2 separate regions of the Mus musculus genome follow, and region 1 is linked to region 2. A link is a contact called in public promoter capture Hi-C data. All regions are on one chromosome and are shown on one strand. Each heading gives the region's core, a stretch centred on a gene start, on an enhancer-like site or on the middle of the called end of the contact. The rest is flanking DNA. Distances are from core to core; before and after follow the strand shown. Region 1 holds the start of 4930412O13Rik (RIKEN cDNA 4930412O13 gene). Region 2 holds the start of Upf2 (UPF2 regulator of nonsense transcripts homolog (yeast)).

Evidence for each region. Promoter capture Hi-C pulls out the DNA fragments that hold promoters and counts their contacts.
Region 1: a promoter capture Hi-C map of pre-B cells shows a contact between it and region 2, with 2.3 times the contacts expected there. The contact joins the promoter of 4930412O13Rik here to the promoter of Upf2 in region 2. A contact is called at or near these places in 3 of 39 promoter capture datasets (cranial neural crest, maxillary cranial neural crest and pre-B cells), 2 of 484 Hi-C or Micro-C datasets (embryonic stem cells and muscle stem cells) and 1 of 9 other capture datasets (adipose tissue).

The regions. Positions count from the first base shown.
Region 1 is chr2:9,879,663-9,882,550 of GRCm38.p6, reverse strand. 4930412O13Rik (RIKEN cDNA 4930412O13 gene) reads right to left here and starts at 1,305. Exons shown (of 5, transcript NR_024257.1): 1 at 872-1,305; 2 at 610-785; 3 at 1-8. It also overlaps a transcript of Gata3 not described here.
Region 2 is chr2:5,950,087-5,952,786 of GRCm38.p6, reverse strand. Upf2 (UPF2 regulator of nonsense transcripts homolog (yeast)) reads right to left here and starts at 1,318. Exons shown (of 22, transcript NM_001081132.1): 1 at 1,234-1,318.

The DNA of each region.
Region 1 (2,888 bases), core at 56-2,555, 3.9 Mb before region 2:
TTTCCAGCCTGCAAACATTTGCTGCCTCTAGGAGAATCCTACTATTCCGCTTGCGCTCGGCGTGCAAAGTCCCTAAGTAAACACGCTCAAATGACAGCCCTAGGCATTCCGAGGCACGCTTTCTACCCCTGCCCAGGATTAGTAACTATAGTACTTCGACCCCCGGGGTTTGGCTTTGCAGGTCACTCTCTGGAGGGCTGCGCTCAACAACCCCCCCACCCCCGCGACCCCCAAAGTAGCATCTTTTCGCATCTCGGCCCCGCGGAGCTCGCCTGGTCTCTCTCGGAGTCAGGTTCGGGTTGTTGACTCTGGGTGGATTTCTACCTTCTGGGTCCATGGCCCCAAGTGATGAGGCCCAATCACTCGCTAAACCTTTTTTTTCAATCAGGGCTTCCAAATTCTGAAGGGGACCGGTTGTGTCTACTTCTAGAGGGATGGGGTCGCCCTAGTGAAGGCGAGTGGGAGGGACCTGAGGATGGGCAAGTGTGTGTGTGTGTGTGTGTGTGTGTGTGTGTGTGTGTGTAGGGGGGTGAGGGGTGTCTCAGCTTACTCCACGCATAGAGTAAGTCAGATCCATTTCTTACCCTTTCCCCAAGAGGGCACACATACCCTGCTCAACTTGACGCCTCCAGCAGCAGCCTCAAGGCCTGGGTTTTCAGATAGGCCAAATTGACTCCGGCTATCCAAGTACAACAGCCCCAGATCCCGGTTCTAGCTGAGCCTTTGCCTGCTCCGCTCCAGATGCTGAGTCCCCAGGGAACCGTAGCGTTCGTCAGCCCCTTACCCTATAGAGAGAGGCCTCATGAACTGCAGGAGCCAAAGACTCCAGGCAGCAGCGGCAACAGCATTCTCCTTGATGGCTTTCTCTTGCCTTTCCCCCAGCTCCGCCAGATGCTCCAGGGGAAGAAGGGGAATGCGGTACACCGAGCCAGACCCGGTGTGCCTTGGGGTTGTGGTGGTGGTGGCACCCCAGGTCTTTAAGGGGGCACCCAGACGTCCCTTAACGAGGCCCGGATCAGCTTTGTAGCTCTCTGGAACTGAAGGATTGGGACCACCTTTCCCTCCGGCCTCAAGCCCCCTCCCCTCCCCCACCACCCGCCAAGGGAAGAGGAAGCCCGGCCTGCATTTGCGAGCAAGGCGGGTCAGACCGGCGCCTGTCCTGGCCCAGACCCCCGGAGTCCAGCTCTCCGCCTCAGGCCACGCGCCGCAGCCTCTCCGGACTCGATCCCTTCCCCCTTCTTCCCGGTGGGTCTCGGAGCCGACCTCGGCCCTCCCTCTCCGGTATCCCCCTCCTCTCTTTTTCCCTCCCCCTCCCCTGCTCTGTGTTTCTGACTCTGGGGCCGGCCCGTGACGTCAAACCCAGTGTGGCGTCGGCGAGACTGGCCGGCGCGGGCCATCAAAAGAGCAACGTCCTCTTTCCCAATTACCCACTGTCAGTCCGGGAACAGGGGCGGACCGGCTGGGAATTACATGTTAAATACCCCCTACAGGCTGGATCCAGTGCCCGGGGCGCCTAGCCTCAGGCCCCCTACCCCTCTCTGCCAACCCTAAACTACCTCAGACCTGGAGGGGCCTATTAGATATTTTGTTTTTCCAAGGGAGGGGAGTGTCTTTGCATCCAGTCTAGCTCCTCTGGTGATTGAATTAAGACGAATAATCCTCTCCATCCCCACTACTACATCTATTAGAGAGGCGCCCCTACTAGGGAAGCCATCCTTTTCAGAAGTATATTCTTTTTCAGTCTTTAAAAATACGTTCTAAGCCGTATAGACTAACATGTTCAGTTCTTGGCGTCAGCAGCTTTCTTTCTTGTCTCCAGAAGGATTTCTTTTGCGCATTAAAAAAATTATTATTATTATCATCTACATCTCGGTGCCCGGGACCAAAGAGATATGCTTACTCGAGACTTTTCTCGAAGCTGTGAACTAGGGACTGGCTGACTGATGCCTTATACAACTCATGAGTGATACAGCAATAGTATTTTTCCCTTTTAAACTCTCATTCTAGATCTTAATCCCGGGCCTTTTAGCAAAAATGTGTGTGCGGTCTTCTCTGCTTGTTTATGGAATGGTTTCCGGTGAATGTTAGACAGCAACTAAATAATTAAAAGGTTTTGAGAGCGCCGTGAGCTGGAAGAGATGCTGGCAGCTTGATTGGCCCAGGAGAGATGGGTTGGTCAAAGAGTGAAAGTAAAAAAATCGATATTCTAAGACTGGGCCGCCCTCATAAACGTGGGACCAAGGGGTGCAGGGTGAACTCAGAAGGGAGGGAAGACTCGTTTTTAAAAAAAAGGTATCTTCGTAATTTGTATTTAGAAATTCAGCCTTGATTTCAGTCAAAGATCAGATGTAAAAGGGGGGGGGGTGTCAGGAGAAGCTCCAAACCCAAGCCCGCAGGGCACATTTCTAAATAAATTTTGTCTTCTTCAAGGGTTGTATTGTAAAAAGAACGCACCTTCCCTCTCCCCGCACTCCACTGGCTTCAAGGTAGATATTGATGGCTTTTCTCCACAGTAGAATAGAAGAAGTTACTTGGAACTTTTAAGAAAGGGCTTGTCGGGAATCCAAGTTTTGAATAAGTGGGAAATATTATGGGGTAAAGAAATGAAGAGGGGATGACGCCTTCAGTTCCAGTAACCCTCTAAAGCCAAGCTCTCTGCCCTGGAGGGTGGAATGGGAACACCTCTTACACTGCCCTGGGGTGCACCCGAAGTCTCTTTCGGACCTTGCTCATCCGGGCAGTGTTTTCTGGACCCAGGCTGCAGAAACCTCAACGCCACTAGGGGATGCAGTGACTCAAAGGACGGAACAGGGCCGCAGAGGTTGGAGCCCGTGGGGCGGGGCGACTGCGGCCCGGTCGTGGTATCTCCCGATGATTGGTCCTTACAA
Region 2 (2,700 bases), core at 69-2,568:
GTTTTACTAGTAAGACAGACTCTAATGCAGTGTCCTGGAGAGAGGACAGAGAACGGAGGTGTCCCCTAATACAGCTATAAGTTTGCTAAGTACCATATGGTCTATGTATGAAATCACAATCAGACTGCTCTGAAAACACTACAGAGTAAGAGAATGCTGGTTTACCTTTCAAGTCTGTGTTTTGAACTCAAAATGTTCTAAAGGTAGAACAGCACAGAGATATCTTCCGGTTTCTGAGTTTATTCTTTTACAAAATCCTTATATATGTACGAGACTTATTCAAATTTTTTCAGAGATTTCACCACAGCTCAAAAGTGGCTTTCCTGACGATCTGTACGACTTTTATGAACCCCTAAAAACTATGACAAATGAGAAGGGTCAGTAACAGTCTTATTTTCATCTAATGTGTCAATCGGTACATTTAAGGTTTTCTAAGAGCAAGGCTATTCGCTTCCATGCGTACCCCCAAACCTGTAAGCAGCCTCTGCTAGGCTTCTCTTTAGTTCAACAGTACTTGCTTGTAAGGGAAGTAATGAAAGCCTTGAGTTCGAGTCGAACAGTCAACCATCCTACCTGATTAAAAGGAAGTAAACCCGAACAGCCCCGTTGCCCCCCATCCGCAGGTCCGCTCCAAGCCTCTTCCCCTGCACACGCATCACCCACAAATCTCCCACAAACCCCCGCTGGGTCTCAGGGTCCCACCATTGACACACTTCCCGTCCACAACTCCTATTCCGTGGGGACATCTAAGCCCCAAGCCTAACTTCTCATCCCACACTCCCTCAGACTGCAGCCTCTCCAGCTCGACTGCCTACTCCACATCTTCCCCGCTCCCTCGTCCACGCTTCCCTCCGGACCGCCGAGCTCGCCCCAAGCCTCTCCTCGCACTCTTCCACGCCCCCGAACACCTTCCCCCTCCACGGCAGGCTCCTCCGCCTCCAGCCCCGACGCTGGGCCCAGGCATGCGGGGCAGACACCTCTTCTATCGCCCCTCACGCCGGCCTCGGCCGGGCCGAGACATCCCCCCCACATTGACCGGAGCCTCCGGGAGAGGGGTCTGAGGAGGACGACGTCCGATCCGCTCGTCCCTCCACTGCTCGCCGCCCCCGGAGAGCTGGAGTGCGGAGTCGCCTCTCGGGTCCCTCGGGGAGCAGGAGTCCGGACCGGTAGCCCTCCGCACCAGCTCGTCCCTATCGTCGGAGTGGAGGGGGAAGGAGGATCCCCGGAACTCACCTAGTGCCTGTTGTCAACATTAGCCCCGGGTTTCCCAGCACCAACTCCAGCGCTCGGGCTCCCCTCCCCTCCCCCCGCCGCTCTCGCAGACGAGGGCCCGCCTTCCCTCCGCTCCCCTCCTCCCTCCGCCCGTCGGCCCGCCCGCCCGCCACTCACCAACGCGGCCGGGCTGCTAGGGGGGCGGGGCGGAGCGCAGAGGGAAAAGGAAAAGGCTGCCCGCACGACTGCCTAGTCCAAATGGACCTTCGTCTCCGGTCCCTCGCTATGTGTTCAATCCCTCGTCTGGGTTAAGAAGTGATCAATCTATACCTAATCTCGAGGATGTGCTTCTCCTTCAGATATTCGTTGAAATTCTCCTATCTGTAAATTTTTATGTACAGGCAATGAATAGGACAACCGCTTCCAGCACCTCCAATCAGGGCCCCAGCAGAGGGGAGGAGTGTTCCAAGGACCGGAGGCGGGAAGTGGATTGGTCGTCAGGAAAGGGAAAGCGCCTGAATTGGAGATGCGCAGGCGCAAGCGATTCACGGCTGGGGGCGGGGGTGGGGGGAGCGAGAATGAGACGGGGCGGAACTCTAAGGAGGCATAGAAGAGTGGTGGGATAGTAGAATTACGGGGCGCTGTCGAGGTCAAGGTTGGTAACTTAGTTCTCCGAAGGTTGCCTGATGCGAACGTGAGGAACGGGTTCAAGAAGGCAAACTTTGATTGGACTAATACCGAAAGGTTGAAGGTTTAAAAAATCGAAAAGCTAAAGAACATGGCTGTTGAGGAAGGTAGAGGTAGAGTAGACTGGTGGGGGAATTTCCAGAACCGGTTTAAGGTGTTGGACATGAAAAACAGCTAAAATAGAGAGCAATCAAGGCTTTTCCCATTTGGAAAATATAGAAAGCCCTCTATTGTAAGTATTATAACTTTCACAGTGGAATGAAATCGCCCCGTTTTTAAAGGGATGGGGTTACGAACTTGAACCAAATTGACTGTGAAGTGCATTATCAGCTGCTCAACCTGTTTTCCCAAGTGGATATAATGTGCTTCTGACCTCCGATTCGTGTTCAGATTGTGGTCTGCTTAGATGTACATATGGTTCTGCTCTGGTTGGCCCATAGCCAAAGGAACAAAGGTGCAAAACAAGTCTGGATTCATCAGTGTTCAAGCCCGTACAATGATCTGCTACCAACCTTAGTGCTTGAGATGTCTTTGCCCCCTTTTTATTCAGCCTTTGCCCATTTGCTTTCTCCCTGCCCACTTCATTATTAGCAAGTAAATTCTCTTTCAAATTGTGCACCTCCTGGGTTAATTTTTTCTTGTTCAAAACAACCAATAGGTCAATCACGTAAAGGGCACCGAAGGAGGGAGAGGTGAATGCTGCCACTCTATGCCATTGATAAGTAATTATGAGAAGCTTTTTGTTTTTTGTTTTTCGAGACAGAGTTTCTCTGTGTAGCCCTGGCTATCCTGGAACTCACT